Linked DNA regions of Mus musculus: regions 1, 2, 4, 5 and 6 are each linked to region 3. A link is a contact called in public ChIA-PET, Hi-C, Micro-C and promoter capture Hi-C data. All regions are on one chromosome and are shown on one strand. Each heading gives the region's core, a stretch centred on a gene start, on an enhancer-like site or on the middle of the called end of the contact. The rest is flanking DNA. Distances are from core to core; before and after follow the strand shown.

Region 1 (3,399 bases), core at 60-2,559, 420 kb after region 3:
AGGACGCTAAGGGTGGCACATTGGGGGACCTGCACAGGATACCACATGCATGCTGGCTGGGCACACACTTGCTGCTTTTAGCTCTGAGCACGGGCATCATGCCTGCTCAGTTCCTCTCCCCTGCATAGCCGACTGTGAGTTAAGTCGTCATGCAGAACGGGCCAGTTTAAAAAGGTAAAGTACAGATGTGGTCCCCAGGGTCCTACACTGACACACTTCAAGAGCCATGCCGACACCTGTCTGCAAGGGATCCACAGCAGCCCCTTATTAATGCACTCCCTGCTGCGACTGGTGCCAACCTGGCAGTGGCAGTGACAGGGAAGACAAGCATGACACACTCTGGGTCACCTGGGAAAGTAGGGTCAAGAGCATGGCTCGCTGGCAATGGAACTGTGTCAGGGCTACCAAGCAGGATAAGGGGGCTCGTAGAGGGCAGGACAGACCCTAGTGGGCCTCAGTGGTGAAGGAGTAGTTGGGCAGGCTGCTCATAAGAACCAGATGGAAGCAAAAGGAAGTTACTTCTTGTTGTCAGGGCTTTAGATGGCTAGGAAAACCTAGATTGGGCTGGAGAGATAAGCCTGTTCGTAAAATACATGTTTTGCAAGCATGAAGACTTGAGAGTGAGCTATAAACCCCGTATAAAAAGCCAGGCTTGGTGGGGTGTGCCTGTAATCTTACAGCTAGGGAGGAGGTGGAAACAGGTGGATCCTGACCCCCAAGATTTGCTGTCCAGACAGCCAGTCTAGCCTACATGGTGAACTCTTTATCATACATACATACATACATACATACATACATACATACATACATACATACAAACAAGTAGACAGACACATGAGGAGTGACACTCAAGGTTGTTCTTTTAGCTTCTCACATGCATGTTAAATGCATGTGCTTGCACACACATGAATAGAAACATATAACCCCTAAATAATTTGATTTTGTATAATAAACATTTGAGTAAAATCAAGGTTTTGGTTTTCATTGTGCACGTGTCGCTATGGAAACTAAACCCAGGCACTTGTTTTCTCAAGTGCTGACTCAGGCCTTGGGTCTGTGAAACAGGAAGAAGCCTGGCTTCCTCCTATACCACACTGTGGCCAGAGGCTTCCTTCTCCAGGCAAGCTAAAGCCCAGATTCCTAAAACAGCAAGCCCGTGGAGATCTTATGTGACAGGTGGACTCCACAGGGACAAGATGACTCCTTGTGGTCACAGGGAATGCTGAAGACAAGCAGGACCAGGGCAGTGGCAAATGTGGGCCCCTTGCTCCTGATTCTTCTAATTTTGAGGGGTTTCAAACCCAGCAACACTGAAGGATGAAGCCAGTGGTGCCAGAACACCCTTTACCTCGACTTCCAGATGGTACAGTACCATGTGAGCCTGAGGGCACAGTCTTTACATAGCACCTTCTTTCACTGAGTTGTTTAGAGGTCAGAGACCCAGTCTCTAGAAGCTCCAGCATGGATTTCCTCCTCCACAGGAGAGACACATCTTCCCAATAGTCACAGGAGTGTCACCTACTAGCAACCTGACATCCATTTGACGATGGCATTTAAAAAATACGTATTGTGCTTGCATTCACCACTAGATGTCACAGAGGTTGCAAACCATTCTCTACAGTTTTGTGGATGCATTGTCTTGGCCTGTCCCCCACTGAGGTTCCATGTTTGCTCCCCTCTCCCTCCTTTTGTTTTCTTGAGACAGGATCTTGCTTGTATATATCCCCAGAACTCACTAGGTAGCCCAGGCTGGCCCTGAACTTGTGCAATCCTGCCTCTGCCTCCAGACTGTTAGGGTCGCATGGAGTCACCACACCCAGTAGGTTCCATATTTTAATACCCTGTCCTGCCCTCGTTCAGTGAGATACAACGCCATCCTAAGAGGCATGTTTGCCACTGCCTCTGGTCCTCAGCATTCCCTATGTGACCACCAAGGAATGATCCTGTCCCCGTGGAATACACCCAGTACATAAGGCGTCCAGGCCCTTGCTGTTCTAGGAATCTGTGACTGGCTTGTTCACACTGCTAGGAAATAAGTTCCTCTGCTCTTCCTGGCTATGGTCACTGGGTGGTTATACCAGCATGATGGATCCTGCATAGCCAACTGGGAGCATCTGGCACTCCCCACTGTGGTAAGATGATTCATTACCTCATGGAGAAGCAGTGTGACCTGACCACAAAGGCACACAGAGATAGAAGATTTGACCACTGTGACTGACACAAACTGTCTTCACATGAGCACACTCACCATGGAAGCAAAGGGGACTTTGGGCCACACGATCCTTTACTCGGGCTCCTTCAGGCTTCCTAAGACAGTACCTGAGCCCAGTATAGGGATGGGCTTTGAACCTCATGTGCATGCACACACCCCACCTTTGTGCCAATGTCACTCACTGCCTGGAAGACCTCAGCAGGCACACCCAGTAGCAACACAGTGCACTGAGTCCCCATAAAGAGCACACAGTCCCAGTCCTACACTTGGAGTCCTGATGCAACAAACGAGGCCTGGGTGCAGGCGATGGAAGACGAGAGGTCTGTGGTTCTTGGTGACTAGGACAGCAGATAAAGAGCTATCATTATGCCCAGGGAGACGAGACAGATGAATGGAGAACAAGATAAGAATGAACTAATTTTTTCTAGTCTGTTGAGTTAAAAGAGGAACCGAGTCAGGCTGGAGGATGGGGCTGTAACAGGAAGACACCATCTCAGTGAAACACACACATATTAGGTGCAGAACTACCACAGCCTGCCCTGGTTGGTTTACAGTTCGAGGCTGTTGGCCGAGGGGGTGACTTAAGGCCAAGCCTTGAGAAGCCATGTCAAAAAGGTACATGAGGGGGTTGGTCCCTGAGAGACTGCCCATGCCCCAGTGGATAACCCATACACAAAACTTCTGATTAATGCTGCTTCAGGGTCAATTCTTAAACAAAGTTCTACTTAACAAATTGCCAGAGAGTGAGCATCACCAGGCCTTCCCCTGATGGAGCCACCTGGCCTACCCCCTCCATGCCTAGTGCCGTGTCCATACTTGCATGACTCAAGTAGTACTCCAAGTAGTACTCAGCTCTTCTCCCATTGGCCCTGACAGACTCTGCTCATGGTGTAAACGTTCAGGGAAGGCTGCTAACTGACAGTGTACCCTGGCTTCTTCAGACCGAGGCAATACCCCCAGCTGCTGATTTCAAAGGCCAGAGAAACCTCTCTGTGGTTTTTGCTGTTGACTGTGGGCTGGCACAGCACTCCAAAGTCTGCCTGCTATGAGACCAGAGAGAGCACTGGCTCCTCACCCTGGCTTCAGACTGCCATTCACAGCCTGCTATCCTACCAGAGAATGAATGGATGCTTCCCCACCCTCTCTCTGAAGGGGACTGGGCCCACCCACCTCTCGCTTGGACTTCT
Region 2 (3,157 bases), core at 610-3,109, 390 kb after region 3:
AGCTTCCCACTAGAGAGCAAAAGGGCAGCTGGAAAAGCATGCAGTGCCCTTCGGAAGGTCTAAAAGGCTGTGTCATCAGGCCTTCCTTCCGGAGGCCAGGCACCCAGCACTGTGCCCCCCCCCCCCGTAGGCTATTCTTTCTTGCAAATAAGAGGAACCAGGTAACCTCAAGCTGTGAGCATCACTTCCCCTCCCCCAGCCTCGCCAGTAACTGCCCTAACAGCCCACTTTTCAGGTACACCCTCAACTCATCCTTCAGAGCTCCAGTAACCTGGCCACCTTGGGGCTACTTAAATCTCTTTATAGAGCATGCCACATCCAGCCGGCTTCTCTTCACTTGCCATCACCAAAGCCTGTACCCAACTCCACCCCGCAGTAGCCAGGAGATAGCACCTTGCGTCAGTGGGTGAAATGCCTGCTAACCCAGCTGTAATAAGCCAACCTCCCTGCCATTCCCTCTCTGGGCAAGAGAGGCAGTAGAGGCCAGGACACACACAATCGCCACCCTGCTTCCCCACCACCACCCAGCCGAGTCCTTCTTAGAGCTCAGCCCACTCAAGTATTAAAGCCTCTGAACTCAGCCCCAGCACTGGATCAGGCTCCCCCCCCCCCCATGGAAACACTCAGAGCTGACTGCCAGGGTAGTGCCTGGGACCAAGTCCCAGGGGATGGGGCAGGGCTGCAAAGTCTCCTGGTTGGGTAGAGCTGGAATGTGGAAAGTCCACATCCTTCTTGTGGTTTCTCCCAGCTCCATTCCACAGCTAGCTTATCCTAGACCCGGCTTCAAGGTAGTCTTCCAGTAAGGGCAATCCTGGCCATGGCACCAGGCAGTAGCCTGGGAAAGTAGGGGAGCCCTGCCTGGGTCCTCAGGATGCTCTTGACTCAGAACTATGTGGCTTATCAGATGAAGGTCAAGCCCAGCCTAGAAGTCCCATACTCAACACCACCTGGTCCTTTACAGAGCTCTTCATTCCAGCCTCTCACCACCCACAAAGTTCTACCCTGATCCGTCCCTGGTCCACACTTATTTGTTGAGTATGTAAATGAATGTACGAAAGAATGAATGAACGAATGTGTGAATCCTTGTGGGCCCAGGCCACTTGGTGGCTGAAGACTGTGGGTTTCTTCTAGAATCCTATAGGGTTATTCAGCCAACCATTCAACAAACTTTTTAAAAACATCAGCAACCAGTCTGTGCACATTTTCAAACCATTTTGGGTACTGGAGATGCGGAGGGGTCAGCCACTTCCTCACAGTTCAGGCGTGAGTGTGAGCTGTGCACACAGTAGTGCCCACGGGTGTAGGAAAGGTGCCCCTCGCTGCAGTCTTCCAAGGTCTGTGTTCCCTGGGTTGGGGTTCCAGGGCTTTTGCAGGGCCCATTTGTGGGCTGTAGCCGTTCCTTGTTGATTTTTGTGGGTGGCCATAGCGGAGCGCAGCGAGACCTCAGGCCCGCCTTTCCAGCTCTGCGCGCACCTGCCGAGTGGCGCGCGACCGCGGGGACCCCGGGTCCACCAGGAGGCCTGCCCGAAGCGGACCAGGACCGAGCGCTGAGGGGGACCGCGAGTGGCGCACGCCCCAGGCCTTCGAGTGAGTGCCTTCCCCTCAGCTCCGCGGTGGCACCCTGTGGCCGGCGCCCTCACCCCGCCTCCATCAAGGCGCAAGAGCCCCGCCATCACGAAGGATCGATAGCATACGAAACTGAGCTCCGTGCCGACCCCGTCCTCCCAGAGGGGAACTGTGGGGGCGCCCAGTAGGGTGGGCATACTCACCACGCAGACGCCGCTGCGCCGGTACCGGGCGGCGAACGGGCTAAGGCAAAGGTTTGCGGAGCCACACTCGGCCCGGCGCTCTACTCCACCTACCTTTCCTCGTGCTCGCCCGGGAGCCCCGCCCCTGTGATAGCCCCGCCCTCCGGATGCTCCGCCCTCCGACTGGCCACACTTTGCGGAAACCCAAGGGTCCTACCGGCTCGCTACGGGGGACAGGAAGGAAGGTACACCCGGAACCTGCGCTCCCCAGAGTCCCCAAAGCCTGGGCGACCTGCCCTCGTGAGGATGGGGTGTCATACTTGATCCCGACCTCTCCGCATTGTCTTGATGTATTACATAGCAGGGTTGGCACACTCAAGACTAGTGACCCTGTCAGAATCGGCCCTATCAGAGATGCTGGGAGGTCCCTATTGTTTCTCCTGCGCAGCTGCTTGCAGAATTTTTAAACTCTTGTGGGGAAGGCAGGGATGGGGGTTGCGGGGTTCTCGGTCATGGAATGAATCAGCAAGGATGAATGTGGAAAGAACCAGGAGGCTAGCAGATAATCTCAAACTGCTAGCTAGTTCCCCTGTCCAGAGAAGTCCCAATGCTATATACTTAAGTGCCAGCCAGTACCCCCAAAGGACACGTGACAGTGACAAAAGTGAAAGAGAAACAAGAAAGTGAATTCTGGAAGTATGAGGAAGTAAATAGAACCATGGAAATTGCTGTTCCTGAGCAGAGAAACTGGATCTGAGAAGACAAAAAAAAAAAAAAAAAAAAAAAAAAATCACATGGTTGGTGTGTGTTTGTGTGTGTATGTGTGTATTTAAGCCAGAGGTCAGTGTTTTCCTTCATCACTCTCCACCTTTCCACCTTTTTTTTTTTTCTTTTGAGATGGTGTGGGGTGAGGGGAGTGGACCAGCTTCCCAGCTCCACGCGTGATTTCCCTAGGCTGACTGCCAGGTGAGCTCCAGGAAGCTTCCACTGTGCACCAATAACAATGGAATTGTAGATACACACAGCACTCTATTTTTTACATGGGTGCTAGGGATCCAAAGTCCAGTTCTTACGCATATGAAGTACTTTACAAACCGAGCCATCTCCAGGGTTTCTTTTTCCTCTTTATATTTTCCAATTCTTCTTAAAGGAAGATGGCTCTAATTTTACGATCAATAAAAGTTACACTTGAAGCCGGGCGTGGTGTCGCACGCCTTTAATCCCGGCACTTGGGAGGCCTCTGTTCGAGGCCAGCCTGGTCTACAAAGTGAGTTCCAGGACAGCCAGGGCTATACAGAGAAACCCTGTCTGTCGAAAAACCAACCCCACCCCACCCCCCACTCCCCCACCCCCCCACCCCCCGCCAAAAAAAAAGTTACACTTGAAATCACATAGTGGAAGAGCTTGGT
Region 3 (3,478 bases), core at 494-2,993:
GAACCAACTCCTGAGAGAGTAATGAGTCAAAGGCTTCTTTCTCTGCTGCTTTTACAAGCGCTGGGTCCAGAATTCCAATTCAAACTGAGCTAGCAGCCAAGCTGGGGCCCTTTTCATCACTCCTTGGGCTGTTCTGGAATTAAGTGAGGATTCTGGGAGGGGCTGAGGTCTCCATCTGGCCACACCGCTCACATCCCCTGCTTCAGCTTCTGGCGAGTTCAGGTCCACCCCTTGTAATCAGTCTATTTCCTCTAATCGGCATATCTCATTCATACTCAGTGCTCTCTCAGGATTCCTGCAGCCCTTCCCTCAAAAACTCAAAAAATTCCTAGGACTCATGGGTAAATTTCAGAGGGCCCATAGAAGCCCTTACTTTTTTTTTCAGAGTTTTGGTCTGATTTTCTCATCTTACTCTTCCCACAGAGAATCAGCATACAGGTCTGAAAAGCTAAGAGGGTAGGATTTCTCTATAAACACCATGCTTAGACCCCTCTAGGGGTTCAGTAATGGCTGTTGTGTGACCCCAAGGATAGCTGGGACGCACTTCCCTTGAGATAGCAGTTCAATTTCATTTCTGTCCCATTGTGAATCCAAGCAACACTGCTCTGGATCCCTGAAAGCGGGCCTAGTGGCACATGCCTGAAAACCAGCACCTAGGAAGCAGAGGCAGGTGGATGGGTCAGCAAGGACTTTTGGCTAGCCTGGTCTACAGGTCAGTTAGGGAACGTATTGTGGCTTCTCACACAAACACACAACAAATCTATTCACTTATAATTTCAAAATAAGTCGAGAGAAGTGTGTTAGGCATGGTAATAGCACTGTGGTTCAGTGTAAAACGCCTCTTTTAAAGCTTCCCACACAGTTTAGGGTTTAAATAATAAAAACTCCAGGATTTAAAGTATTACAGCCATAAAGCGGGAGAGAGAAGCAGGTGCGCCAAAACGAAGTGATTAGTTGTTTGAAAAATAAAAATATGGAATTCATACTCTCTCATAATTTTTGGAAACTCACATTAAAAAAAAAAAAAATCAAAGCCCAGCAAGAAGGCTAAGCTGTTAAAAGTTTGTTGAACAAGGCTGAAGATGAGTTCCACATAACACACACTGGAAGGTGAGAACCCCAAAGTTGTTCTCTAACCTGCCTACTACTCCTTTCTCTCTCCCTCTCCCTCTGTCTCACATACACACAACACATGATGATGATGATGATGATGATGATGATGATGATGATGATAACAGTTCCTTTGCCTTGATGGCTGCACACCTGAGCCGTACAGTTTACTGGCCATATTCAAACAGTTACCTTTTTAGAAATAAGAATCCGCGAACCCTTACTTCGAGCAGAAGTGGAAACGAATTAACTGCTGAGGCACATTCCTGACGCGCGGGAAGGAGCTGCGAACCCACCCGAGGCTGACCTGGGGTTGGTTTTTCTCCGGACAAGGACTCTTCCAGCGGGTGGAAGGTGCGCACCCGGACACCGCTTCGGGAAGGACGAAGGGTTCCGCGGCTCCACGGTCTCCGGGAGGGCGGCCCCAGGCCAGGATGCTCAGTGGCCCGCACGGCCCTCCCGCCCGCAGGCCCTGCGAGTGCAGACCCCATGCGTCCTCACCTCAGCGCTGCCCGCGATGTAGCCCCTCCGGGGCCCGCAGCCCTGGAGCCCCGCAGACAGGCGCACAGGCAGTTTCCACAGATGGCGCCCGGCGCCGAGAACCCCTAACCCGGCGAGCGCAGCCATCGCGCCCGTCGCGCGCACGCGCAGACTGTGTGTCTCTCCCACTCTCGAGCCCGGTGCCCCCTTCCCACGCACAGCCGAGCAACCAATCAGCGGCCGCCCGCGCAGGGCCTCTCGGGGGTTGTAGTCCGACCGTGGAGCTCGGGCTCGGGTTGCGAGTTCGGAGCGGAGAGCGCGTTCCTGACACTGAATGGCGAGGCTCTGGGTCCCTCGCTTCCCCGAGAGGAGACTTGGGGTCAGCGAGTATCGACTCGCGGCCACCCGTGCTGGGAGGACAGACACCTGACCAATCAGTGCACCTGCTGACTTCCGGGAGCGTGTTCCTCGGCACTTTTTGGAGCTGGGGTGACCGTGTGGAACAAGGCAGCCTAACCTTGAATTGGGGAAGAAGACCATTGTTTTGAGACCTAAATCCTCTGAGCCTCATCCAAAGAATGTTGAATGGCGTGCTGCTTCTTACTCTTTAAAATCTTTTACTCAGTAAACATGCGCGGCAGTCCTACTTCCTGCGGGCTCTGACCCAAAATCCGGGAAGGAAAGATCTCCTTGATTCACACTTGGTAGGGAGGCTGGGATCAGTGTACGAAACAAGGTAAAAAAAAAAAAAAAGAGCACTGTCCCGAGAAGTCAGATAATGGATTCAACAAACATGTAATGTGTACAGCTAAGCACTCTGAGGAGAGAATACGCTTAGGTCAGTGAGCAAGGACAGTGGAAGTCAGTCTGGTCATCCTGACATAGGAGCCTGCTGCAGAAAGAACTCTCTCTTCGCTTTGTTTGAAAGGTGTGAGATGCTCTCTTCCTTAGTCTTTGACCTGTTCCTGGATATAATCATGCCAAAAAAAGTAGTGAGTCGAAGAGAATGGGTTGGAGGGTCAGGAATGCACAAGGACTCCGCGCTAACTCACTTCCGTTGTGTCCATTGCTTCTCAGCTTTGAGGACTAAGATCATAAATCAGAGTAACTGCTGTTGATGAAAAATTGGAAGATGTATTGCCGTTAGTCAAACCCACCATAGCACACAGCACCTAAGCCCAGTCAGGGGATACCCTGTCCAGGTTTGGTTTTTGTTTTGTTTTGTTTTGTTTTGTTTTAACCTCTTCCCGCTTTTCAAATAAGAAACTAATTTAGGAATAGGTGAGGTGGTGGCTCATACCTATTATCCTAGCGCTCCAGAGGCTTGCAGAAGGATCACCCCAAGACATTATCTAGATGATGATGATGATGATGATATAAAGAAACCAATTTAGCAGCCTGAGGGTTTTAAATGTACCCACACTTGTTCTAGTGACAGCCTCCCCTGTGAAAACACATATTTTACCCCTCACCAGATCTTCAGAGCTCAGTCTTCACTCCATCCTGCACTAAGTCTGGATACAACTGGTAATAGGGAGGGTCCCTCTGAAAGCAACAGGATACGTGCATAAAAACATATCTGAGAGAGACAGTGTAAAACACCACAGCTTCTGTCCTGAATGGAAGTTCATTGAATTGTGTAGTCTGGCTCTGTGACTTTTTTTTCCCCAATGCTTTTTTTTTTTTTTTTTTTTTTTTTTTTGTAAAGACTTATTTCTTATATGTAAGTACACTGCAGACACTTCTGTCTTCAGACACTCCAGAAGAGGGAGTCAGATCTTGTTATGGATGGTTATGAGCCACCATGTGGTTGCTGGAATTTGAACTCAGGACCTTCAGAAGAGCAGTCGGTGCTCTTAACTGCTGAGCCATCTCTCCACCCCTTCCC
Region 4 (3,411 bases), core at 791-3,290, 360 kb after region 3:
TCTAGTGAAGAAAGAAGTTCTCTTCCACATGAACTCTGTGCTCACTGGCATGAGCCTTGACCTCTTGCCTCACACACACCTGTGATCTCAACAGTCTAGCATTGAGAACCTCCATTTGTGAGATGGCTGTGACAAGCTACCCTTTTAAGTGAGCTCTGTGTGGGTTACTACTCCTTATGCTGATACTGATTGAGCACGCAATGCATGCTGGAGGCTGGAGGGTTTTCACACCTTACGCCTCCTTCAGGTCCTGTCTAAACATCCCAGGCTACTGGGTATAAACCACCGAGAACTGGTTTACCGAGTTGCCTAGCTTATCAGAGGCAAGGCAGTGAGTGAAAAATTCCCAACTCCATCCAGGTCTAGTGTTTTTCTTAGTGACCCTCTGTGTGTGGCAGAGCCCCTGTTTACAGTTGTGTGAAATTACTGCACACAGCAGCCTAGGTGTAGCCTGTGTTTGTTTCTGTGAAAGTTCCATGTAGGCTAAGTACCCAGTCTGCTGAATACAGAAACCTAAGGAACAAGCTTTGTATTGCACCACTGCCCCTTTAGGCACTGGGTGACCCTGTGGTCTGTAGTGTTGTTGGTGAATGTGTTGTCTTCTTGCTGTAAACAAGGTCAGGCCATCTGACACAGCTCTCATCACCAAGCAGCGATATGAAGGCGGCCAGCCACTTGACATTTTTGTCGGGTTTTTGTTGTTGCAGTTTTGATCCCTCCGGTCCTTCCTCCCTGCAATGGCCATCGGTCTAGGGTAGGCACACGGAAGGATGAGTGGACACCTAGAGATACTGTTTGGATTCCTGGCCCTCAGGCTCAGGATTAACGAGGTAGCCTTCCATCCCACTCATCTGACGAGAGTGCTTCCTAGTGAAAACTCTGCCACAGAACAGTGCTGTGCCCATCAGACCCGAGTCTGTGGTCTTAGTTATCTACCCTGTAAAAAGCTATTCGAGAGCTGGAAGCTCTCCTAGTCATCTTCACACAGCCCTCCTCGAAAACCCAACTTGGCTTGCCATGTCCCTGTGTGCAGCGAGGGTCCTTCCCATGCTCATGTTTACACACACCCCCATCCCCTCCGATGTTGTCAGTGTCTCAGGTCAGAACCGTCTCAGGGACACCTTTGAGGCCGAGGCCCAAATTAGCAGTCAGCTCAGGGGCCTCCGTCAGCACGTCACTCTGGTGCTGCCCTTTGCGGCACGGAATAATAAGCTGGTTACTGGATAGCTTTCGGCAAACATTTTGATACGAAAAGCTGTTCATTTATTTATGTGTGTGTGGCTGCATGCCACAGTGTGCATGTGGGAGTCAGAGGACAACTTGTGAAGTTGATTTGTTCTCTACTTCCGATATGTGGGTCCCAATGCTTGATGGAAGGCACCTTGATCCATGGAGTTTTCTTGCCAGTGCCACGTTTTGTCATTGTGAGATGACAGGTTTGTGGATGCCTTCCCCCAGGAAGGTGAGCTACACACCTCCCTTAGTGAGGCCTAAAACAGTCTGTGTGGTCCTACATCCATGGGCCATCTGTTGGCCAGCCTTTTTCTCCTGGACCTATATTTCCCCTGCTCTGACAACCCATGATTTTCTTCCTTGAGACTAAAAGTGCCTCTTTCTCCTAACTCCTTGATTAAACTCAGTTTGTTAGTGGTTCTGGTATCTTGTCCCCCAGGTACTGGAATGGTTATCCTTAACATAGCAGAGTCAGGTAGATGTAGCTATCAATGTCTGCCCGGGGTGCATGAAATCCTGGGTTCCATCCTGGGCATGGAATACGTACCTGTAATCCCAGTACTCGGGTGAAGGCAGGAAGACAATGTTCAAGGCCATACTAGGCTCAGAGCTAAAGGCTAGCCCTGGACACTTGAGATCCTATCTTAAAAAAAAAAAAACTAAACTAGCATAAGCATTTAACCCAGGCAGCGTTCATTTGCAGTGTGCGCCAACAGCTGACTGCTGCTGTCTGATCTGCTCACTCTATTACTGCGAATTGTTCCAATTGTTCCGGCCCCTTTCCCATACTGTTGTCTACTTTGTGCCCAATCTATTCTTTATCGGCAAGTGACAATTCAAGTCTACAAACTGTGCTTTCATTTAGAAGCAACATCATGGGGGGAAGCACCCTGGAGGTGACAATAAAACGAGATTTTATGATAACTGGTGACTCATCTTTTTGTCCACTATTTACTTGGGGGATTATTTCAGGTCACGTTTCATATTCTAAAAGTGCATGCACTCTTGGTTTGCCTTTCAGTGTTGAAAACATGGTCCTGGGATACAAAACCACACCTCAGTCCCCAGTCAGCAGAGCTAGTGAAGTCGCTGGAATAAAGACAGCCCTCAGAACTGTGACCCAAACAGCTGTGTGTTTCTGCTGGGATGGTCTGACCTTCTGATGTACTAGGTCATTTGGAGATACAGCTCTCCCAAACATCTAGAGAAGAGCCTTTTATTTTGAAGAAACAAATTTCTACCACTTAAGACAATTCACATATTTTTAGAACACAATGAAAAGTACTTTCTGAATTAAAATAATTTCTCAATTATACTCACCCAAAGGTCATGTTCCTAAAGAAAAATCCACTAATTTACAGGTATGATACACCCAAGCCATCACAGCCACCATGGCTGGGATGAGTTCAGAACTAGAATACTTGTAGGCTGTGGCGGCTCGTGCTGACGATCCCAGCTTTAAGCAAAGTTCAGCACAAGACGTAACAACGCTTGAGGATACAGTGAGGCCTTGTCTCTGAAATACAGAAGCGGAGGGAACATTTGCTTTTGATATGGAATCTTCTGTGATGTTACCCAGGGAAAGAGGATGGCAGCTGTGCTCTACAACCAAGACAGTGTGTCAGACTTGACTGGGAGTCACCTTTTGTGAACCGAGTGACCTGCTGCTGTTTTAGGTCTCTTCTGTGCATTCTGTTTGACACTGGTATGTGAGTTGTTCTTTGCATTCCGTAGCAAGAGCCTGAGTGTAACTGACACCACACAGATAAGTCGTGTGCATGATTCAGTTTGTTTCCACTTGGATAGAAATCTTGAGATAATAGCTGACCCCTGAAACAGCTAAACGCTGGGGTGAGGAGGGGTGGGGCGGTCGGGCTTCCCATGGTTTGAGATCAGCCATTCGGCTTTTACAAAGGCAGGTGGAGGCCTTGTGAGCACTTCAGTGTCCACTAGGCTGGGTGGACTTCACGCTCATGGGCCGATGCACCTCTCCTAATGCTGTTCTCCTTAGACAGAAGCCCACCTACATGGTGAAGACAGCCCAGAGCTGGCTCTCAGGAACAGTCACTTGGCATTACAAAGATGCTTTTCTGCCTTACAGCCTGCTGTTAAGTTTCATTCCCAAGTGGGAACCCATACAGCTGATAGGACAAAGGTACATGGTGTGGATGCAGGAGC
Region 5 (3,251 bases), core at 46-2,545, 450 kb after region 3:
ATTCTGAACGCATCCATCACTGGCTTCCGGGTGCTCATTAGCCTCCCTTGTTAATGAAATGCGCTGTCAGCTGCTTAGCACTGCTCAAATCTGAAGGGAGGCCATGGAGACTTCTGCACTCATCTTAAATTCTCTGTCCCTCCACCTCAGTGTGCCCTCGGATTGTCTAGACAGGCTGGGAGGGACCGTGTCTGACGTCCCAAGAGAGGGGCTGGAGTGCAGCCTGACCTCGCCCAGGCTATGTTATTAGGATGGCTGTGCTGGACATGATTCAGGGTGATGAATACGTCCCTCTGTGATGAAGACAATGAAGGTCCATGGCTGTTAGTGCCACGCCAGCTCGTTTTATGACAGCTCAGAGGCTGTGAGAGCCAAAAGGTCAGCTCCACCCCCCCCCACCCCACCCCCTCTAGTGGCTGTAAGCATAAGCATTTGCTTTTTTTTTTTTTTTTTTAAAGATTTATTTATTATTATATGTAAGTACACTATTGCAAGAGGCCTTTCTGTTTGTTTCTGCACAGCAGCCTCCCTAACTGCAGGAAGGACAGAGACAGACCCACAGGAGCTAGTAGAAACTTTCTTCAGGCTACCTCTACCATGGGACCTTAGGGGCTAACTGGAGGGTTGCTGGGCTCTCACACCACACAAGATTCACGGTGTAAATCCAGGACCTCACGCACGCCTGCCAAGCACGGAACCACTGAGCTACATTCAGCCTCAAGGCTCACGTTAGATCTCCTGGTTTACGCAGGCGCCTGAGCCTTGCTGGGGTCCTGCCTGGTCTGTTGAGGCTGGAGGGGAGGAACCAGCACAAGGGTGGGACGGCTGCCTTGAACTACAGCATGGACATTTTGTAAGTGAGGAGGGTCCACACAGAAGCAAGTTCCAACAAAAACATCCACCTTCCTTCTTCCTAGCAAAGGGAAACAGTCTTCTAGGAGGGATGGGGACCAGGAGGCCTAGGTAGGAGAGGAAGAGGTTAAAGGCCCACCTAAGTCACATAGTGTGTTTAAGGCCAGCCTGGGCGACTGAGTGAGGCTCTATCTCACAATAGAAAGATAAAAAGAGGACTGGGAGTATGATTCAGCTCGGAGTGCCTGCCCAGCACGCGAGAGCCATGGGTACTTCCTGTGAAGGCCCCTTTCATACTTCAGGGGACTTCCTCGGTCTCACTCCCCTGGCCGCATGACCACTCAGCTGCACAGCTCCAGCTTACGGCTGAGCGTGTCTAAGGCACAGGATTTCCAGCCCCGGGCCCAGCTCTTCAGTGCTTCCTCCAGACCTCAGCATCGACTCAGAACCAGCAGCTGTCAGGGCAGCATGTGTAGGAATTTAGTTCAGACGCACAGCTCTGAGAAGACAGACCTCAAAAGGGCTCTATGTCAATTCCCACGGGTCCTCTCTGCCCTGACTTCTTTCCCTCCCCGCTCTGTTTCTCTCTCCTCCTCCTGAGCCTTCTATAGTCCAGGCTGGCCTCAAATTCGCTACGTAGCAAGAATGACCTTGAACTTCAGTGCTAGACTAATCGAGCCACATCCTCCGCTCCCTCCCCCCATGTTTGGGGTGGGGGAGGCGGACAGGAAACAGAGAATGGCTTTGACTCTGAGGTTAAGCTTCTCCCATTCAGGGGCTGCAGTCTCCTCTGCCACACCCCTGGGTCCCACTGACCCTGACAACATGTGCTGCCAAGCAGGGGGCGGGGGGGGGGGGCAAAGAAGGCACATGTGTGTCATCCAGGACCCGTGCCCCTCGCTGCCTCTGTTGGAAGAGGGGCTAAAGCCAGAGGTAAGGGAACACAGGGATTCCTGTCCAGTCATGGTCTGCTTGGAGAGCAGCCCTTCCTCTCTTGGTGCCATCCACTTTGGGGAGTCCTCTGAAACCTTAACTGTCCTATTGCAAAAGGTACACGTTCTCCAGGGGCTCACTGACCGGCTTCTTTGTTTGTTTTGTTTTCAGATTTACCTTTTTGTTTTTTTGTTTTTTTTTTTAATTTATTTCATTACCAGTGTTTTACTTAACTGTGTGTCTGACATGACCAAGGAAACCAGGCGAGGATATCAGATCCCCTGGGATAGGAGTTACATAGGGTTGTGAGCCACCATGTCGGTGCTGGAAGTATAACCCAGGTCCTCTGCAAGAACAGAGAATGCTCTTCACCACTGAGCCACTCCCCAGCCCTGATCTATCAATTTTCTTTTTTATGTGCATGAGTGTTTTGTTTATCTGTGCATCACGTGCATGCCTGGAGCCTTCAGACATCAGAAGAGGATGTCAGATCCCTTGGCACTGGAGTTACAGAAGGCTGTGAGCCACCATGTGGGTGCTGGGAATCGAACCTGGGTCCTCTGCAAGAGTAACAAGTGGTCTTAAACATTGAGCCTCTGAGTGTTCCAGCCTCTGAGTATTCTTTCGAGCTAACAGAGAGCAGGCAATAACGAACACAGTGGCTGGGCTGTGCATAGGTTACCTTCCTAAACACGGGTCCAGTTCTCCCTGGCTCTTGCCTTTGGACAATCTATCTCTCCCACACCCCCACCCCAACACACATGCGAAGACACACACACACGCACACGCACAAACACACAGACACACACACACACACACAATGTGCCACCTGGAGACTTCTTTCCCAGGAGTCAACAAGGAGTAGTTAGATGGCTGATGAGTCTTGGTTGTCAAGGTTCGGTGACACGGCTTAAGACCAGCAGGCACTATGTGATCCAACCCGTGGAGGTGATTATAAACATCTCCTAGGCCATCTGCTGACCCTGAAGACCCCAGACACCCTGGAAACCAGTGTCCACAGCTTGCCGCCGAGACTGGCATTACCGTTTAAGGAAGGCTCTCGGGTTGTCCCCAGAACAGCAGAATTGGCTCTCAATCAGCCATCTGCGACACAGGTAGCTATGATACAGAGAGGCTGATGATCAGCCGAGGCAGTAAGTTTGACCCAGGCAGGCTCTGGCTCTTACTCCTCCTGGTGATGGAGACCGGCACCTGCATCCCTAGTCGAGTAGGCCACCTGGTGATGGAGACCAACACCTGCATCCCTGGCCTACTCAGCTAGGGATGGGCACTGCACTGCGATGGGTGTGTAAGCAGTGACACTTAATGCTGACACTAATTTGGTGACCACTGGGTACCAGGCATTCATCTGTGTAATGTTCATTATAAGCTCATGGCCTTTCCAAGTGGGGAAACTGAGGCACACAGGATAAGGGATTTGTCTGCAGTTAGTCGGTGGTAGGGCT
Region 6 (3,190 bases), core at 209-2,708, 270 kb after region 3:
CTTTACATCCTAATCACAGCCCCCCGCCCCCGTCCTACCCTTACAGATCCCTCCTCCTATTGCCCTCTCCCCTTCTCTTTGGAGAACAGGAACCCCATCCTGGAACAGCTAGTCCCATGAGGACTAGGCACATCCTCTCCCACTGAGACCTAACCAGGCAGTCCAGGTAGAGGAAAGGGGTCCAATGGCAGGGAACAGAGACCAAGACAGCCAGTCCCCTCTCCACTTGTTAGGGGACTCACATGGAGACCAAGCTGCACATTTGTCCAGCTCCTGCATGCTCCCTGGTTGGTGGCCACACTCTGGCCCTCATGGTCTCAGGTTAGTTGACTCTGTGGGTCGTCTTGTGGTGTTCTTGACCCCTCCAGCTTGCTCACCCCTACCCCACTCTCCCCCAAGACTCCCTGAGCTCCTGCTGATGTTTACCTGTGAGTCTCTGCATCTGCTGCTGATGGATGAAGCCTCCCAGGAGACCTCAGCTCCTCAAGCTTATGAGGCAAGAACTTTACTCACTGAGCTATTTATCTCTCATCTCCGCTAACTCCCCATCTGCAGGACTGGCTAGCACAGAGGGCTAACTAGCTCTAGGCCTCCTGAAGATGATGCACAAGTGCTCTGGCTACAAGACACGCACTTTCATTTCAGCATACTGCACTCTCTGGGAGACAGGGTCCCAACCTGCAGCTCAGACCGGCCTCACAGTAACCCTCCATCAGTCTCCCAATCAGCTACCACATCTGGCTAACCTACTCTGTATTTGTATGTTTGTTTTTGTTCTTTCTAGACAGGGTTTCTCTGTGTAGCCCTGGCTGTCCTGAAACTCACTCTGTAGACCAGGCTGGCCTCGAACTCACAGAGATCTGCCTGTCTCTAGGCATGCACCACCACACCCAGTTGAAACTATACTCCTAAATAAGGGATTAAGAAAGTCAACAGAAACTGTTAACCCATGTCTGGAAGATGACCAGCACTTTAGGCTTGTATCCTTGGGTTCAGTGTACAAATGTGGAGACATGAAGATCAGCGTTGAGTTCTCTGCAGTAAGTGCCAGCCGACACGTAACCAGAGTCTGCACTCACCTGCTGGGCTATCAGGTCCAGCCGGCTTTCCAGGGTGTTGGAAACCTTTATCTTGCGATCCCCATTATAGATCTCAACGCCACCAGCTCTACAGAGAACACAGGAAGTAATGTCACGGGCTTGAGATGTATGTCCATGACACGACACTTACCCGACTCCTACCCTCAGCACAGGACAGCCTCGGCATGTAAAGTGTACAGACAGGGCAACACTAATCCCACAGCGTCAGAGAGAACTCACAGTGCTCGCACACAGGGTACAGTGACTGTTGAGCACAGCCATGGGGCTGCAGCGTGCTGTTCAATTCTAGCCAGCCCTTCCCAGCAAGGTAGAAACCAGCTTCAATTCTCTTAGCTATGAGTCACCAGGCAGCCTATGGAGAGGCGGCACCTGCATGCTGCTGACAAAGGAAGGACAGTGACTCAACATGCCTGGCTGCCTAGTGCCTGCCTCTAGCCACCCTCACGTGTCACCTCACTCCTCAAAGCCTCTCAGCACTCAAGAGACATACACAGGTCAACTGTATTTCAAGGAACCATGGGGAACAAGATTCACCTACAAATGACCAGTTCTGTCAATTACCAAGATAAATGGACTATCAGACAAGGACCCAGATACTACTTGAGACAACATTTCACTAGGTAGCCCAGGCTAGCCTAGGACTTACCATCTAAAATCCTCCTGCTTCTGTGGAGATTACAGGCACGTGCCATTATGCACAGGTGGGAAAGGATTGGTACTTCCTCCTTGGGATGTTCGGTGGCTGATGGCCACAGCTGTACCAATCTCCCCCTTTCTGTGCCTCCCTCTTTTTTTCCAGTCTCCATAGCACTAAAGATGTTGCTCTGCTGAGATCCTGACTCCTGGGTGTTTTGTGGGGGAATGTGAGGACAGGAAGGGAGAGAATAAGCAAAAATGACCTCAGCAGGCACTGAGTGTCAGCTTTCTTCTCTTTCCTTCTGTGTTTTGAGACAGGGTCTCCCTGCATGGTTCAAACTGGCCTCAAACACTCTATCATCAATTGGAGCCAAGAGGCTGAGAGGTGATCAGCCTCCTGAGCAAGCACAGCACTCCTGATGAGCCTACAGCTTCCTAACTTCACAGCAACCTGAGTCTCGTGTACGAGATGTAGTAGATGAGGAAATGCACTCTGAGAAACCAAAAGGAGTAGTAACCACATTAAACAAATACCACTTAACCCAAAACAGTAAGCCTGCAATCTCTTAACTGTAATATTAAACCTCAAAAGGCTCTGAAAGCCACGCATCCTTCAGATAAGAACTGCCTGCCTCTTGTCATCTGGCAGAAACTAGCAGATCTTGACCTATTTATCTTGCATAGCATGAAAATTGCCAATTTTTGTTTTCTGTTTTCAAACAAGGTGTAGTTATGTTGCCCAGGTTGGCAGCTACACCGCTGGTAGGATGTGCATCTCCACGTTGCTGGCCATGAACTCCTGACAATCTTCTGCTACAGCATCCCAAGGACTGTGATTACAGGAAGGTGCCCCATGCCTAGCTTTTCCTGTGTGTCAATTGGGAAATGTTAGTATACCTGGCCATGACAGTGCTGTCTTAGACTTGAAGATACTACACAATGGGAAGCATCGGCACTTTGTCTGTCTTTGGTGCTGATGATGGGACTTGATCTCACACCTGCTATGCACGCTCTCAACTACCGAGCTGCACCCCAGCCCACGTCATTGCTATTCTGCTCTCTGAAATTCAATACATGTCTGATGACAAGGTCCCAGGAGGATCAGCCAGCCCTGTACCTGATGTCTCTGCACTGTCTGCTCAGTTTCCACAGCACATCGGCACCACTGAGCACGCCTAGACATGATCTCATTTCAAATGCTTCAATTTACTCAAGTCAGCTGGGCATGGTGAGCCATGCCTGTGATCCCAGCCTCCTGGCTGCTGTGAACAAAACCAACCTAGTCTACAGAATGAAATCCTGTCTCATCCTCTTACCACCAGAATAACAAAAACAAAAAAACCAAAACTGAAGCCAAGGCTCAAAGAGACAAAATAAGTGTTGCATCACCACTCAGACAGCCCTCAGCCGAGTAAAGCAAACCCACATCTGACTCACGCTTTCATGACATCCTG

The links. Promoter capture Hi-C pulls out the DNA fragments that hold promoters and counts their contacts. A called contact is a pair of places that touch in the nucleus more often than the background predicts. ChIA-PET counts read pairs in DNA pulled down with a chosen protein or histone mark.
Region 1: a contact with region 3 is called in a Hi-C map of the G1E-ER4 cell line, with 2.8 times the contacts expected there. The contact joins the enhancer-like site here to the promoter of Hdhd5 in region 3. A contact is called at or near these places in 2 of 39 promoter capture datasets (hippocampal neurons and pre-B cells), 1 of 15 datasets of contacts at CTCF or cohesin (large pre-B cells), 2 of 484 Hi-C or Micro-C datasets (the G1E-ER4 cell line and myocytes), 1 of 115 datasets of contacts at active chromatin or transcription factors (pancreatic cancer cells) and 1 of 9 other capture datasets (embryonic stem cells).
Region 2: a contact with region 3 is called in a promoter capture Hi-C map of pre-B cells. The contact joins the promoter of Bid here to the promoter of Hdhd5 in region 3. A contact is called at or near these places in 9 of 39 promoter capture datasets (the C10 cell line, cranial neural crest, hippocampal neurons and 5 more), 2 of 15 datasets of contacts at CTCF or cohesin (large pre-B cells and pro-B cells), 2 of 484 Hi-C or Micro-C datasets (CD4 T cells and epidermal suprabasal cells), 5 of 115 datasets of contacts at active chromatin or transcription factors (embryonic stem cells, kidney, memory CD8 T cells and 1 more) and 1 of 9 other capture datasets (adipose tissue).
Region 4: a contact with region 3 is called in a Micro-C map of the G1E-ER4 cell line, with 2.8 times the contacts expected there. The contact joins the enhancer-like site here to the promoter of Hdhd5 in region 3. A contact is called at or near these places in 7 of 39 promoter capture datasets (the C10 cell line, cranial neural crest, embryonic stem cells and 4 more), 3 of 15 datasets of contacts at CTCF or cohesin (embryonic stem cells, large pre-B cells and pro-B cells), 11 of 484 Hi-C or Micro-C datasets (the G1E-ER4 cell line, the HL-1 cell line, the N1E-115 cell line and 4 more) and 4 of 115 datasets of contacts at active chromatin or transcription factors (embryonic stem cells, extraembryonic endoderm stem cells, kidney and 1 more).
Region 5: a promoter capture Hi-C map of liver shows a contact between it and region 3, with 2.5 times the contacts expected there. The contact joins the enhancer-like site here to the promoter of Hdhd5 in region 3. A contact is called at or near these places in 5 of 39 promoter capture datasets (embryonic stem cells, liver, pre-B cells and 1 more), 1 of 15 datasets of contacts at CTCF or cohesin (large pre-B cells) and 1 of 484 Hi-C or Micro-C datasets (the G1E-ER4 cell line).
Region 6: a contact with region 3 is called in an RNA polymerase II ChIA-PET map of memory CD8 T cells, with 40 read pairs. The contact joins the enhancer-like site here to the promoter of Hdhd5 in region 3. A contact is called at or near these places in 12 of 39 promoter capture datasets (3T3-L1-derived adipocytes, the C10 cell line, the HPC-7 cell line and 6 more), 4 of 15 datasets of contacts at CTCF or cohesin (embryonic stem cells, large pre-B cells and pro-B cells), 13 of 484 Hi-C or Micro-C datasets (the CH12 cell line, cerebral cortex, embryonic stem cells and 4 more), 22 of 115 datasets of contacts at active chromatin or transcription factors (cardiomyocytes, craniofacial prominence, differentiating embryonic stem cells and 14 more) and 3 of 9 other capture datasets (adipose tissue, embryonic stem cells and pancreatic islet).

Annotation. Positions count from the first base shown.
Region 1 is chr6:120,954,317-120,957,715 of GRCm38.p6, forward strand. It overlaps Mical3 (microtubule associated monooxygenase, calponin and LIM domain containing 3), which reads right to left. Exons shown (of 32, transcript NM_001270475.1): 27 at 3,383-3,399. Among named protein-coding and RNA genes, the nearest start is that of Gm43915, 2.8 kb to the right of the region's middle. Within about 2 kb of position 1,310, at least 77 of the 459 cell types and tissues checked have an H3K27ac peak or open chromatin away from gene starts, as enhancers often do. A contact at or near this core is called in the G1E-ER4 cell line and pancreatic cancer cells, where this site is marked.
Region 2 is chr6:120,914,965-120,918,121 of GRCm38.p6, forward strand. It overlaps Bid (BH3 interacting domain death agonist), which reads right to left and starts at 1,860. Exons shown (of 6, transcript NM_007544.4): 1 at 1,770-1,860.
Region 3 is chr6:120,529,556-120,533,033 of GRCm38.p6, forward strand. It overlaps Hdhd5 (haloacid dehalogenase like hydrolase domain containing 5), which reads right to left and starts at 1,744. Exons shown (of 8, transcript NM_144815.2): 1 at 1,612-1,744. The coding sequence starts at 1,737.
Region 4 is chr6:120,890,686-120,894,096 of GRCm38.p6, forward strand. Bcl2l13 (BCL2-like 13 (apoptosis facilitator)) reads left to right here. Exons shown (of 7, transcript NM_153516.2): 7 at 1-2,157. Bid (BH3 interacting domain death agonist) reads right to left here. Exons shown (of 6, transcript NM_007544.4): 6 at 2,434-3,411. Among named protein-coding and RNA genes, the nearest start is that of Bid, 24 kb to the right of the region's middle. Within about 2 kb of position 2,041, at least 6 of the 459 cell types and tissues checked have an H3K27ac peak or open chromatin away from gene starts, as enhancers often do. A contact at or near this core is called in the G1E-ER4 cell line and extraembryonic endoderm stem cells, where this site is marked.
Region 5 is chr6:120,977,001-120,980,251 of GRCm38.p6, forward strand. All of the region lies in intron 20 of Mical3 (microtubule associated monooxygenase, calponin and LIM domain containing 3), which reads right to left. All of the region lies in intron 1 of Gm43915 (predicted gene, 43915), which reads left to right. Among named protein-coding and RNA genes, the nearest start is that of Gm43915, 20 kb to the left of the region's middle. Within about 2 kb of position 1,296, at least 121 of the 459 cell types and tissues checked have an H3K27ac peak or open chromatin away from gene starts, as enhancers often do. A contact at or near this core is called in embryonic stem cells, liver and pre-B cells, where this site is marked.
Region 6 is chr6:120,796,798-120,799,987 of GRCm38.p6, forward strand. Atp6v1e1 (ATPase, H+ transporting, lysosomal V1 subunit E1) reads right to left here. Exons shown (of 9, transcript NM_007510.3): 8 at 1,080-1,167. Among named protein-coding and RNA genes, the nearest start is that of Atp6v1e1, 24 kb to the right of the region's middle. Within about 2 kb of position 1,459, at least 87 of the 459 cell types and tissues checked have an H3K27ac peak or open chromatin away from gene starts, as enhancers often do. A contact at or near this core is called in cerebral cortex, epiblast stem cells, memory CD8 T cells and 2 more, where this site is marked.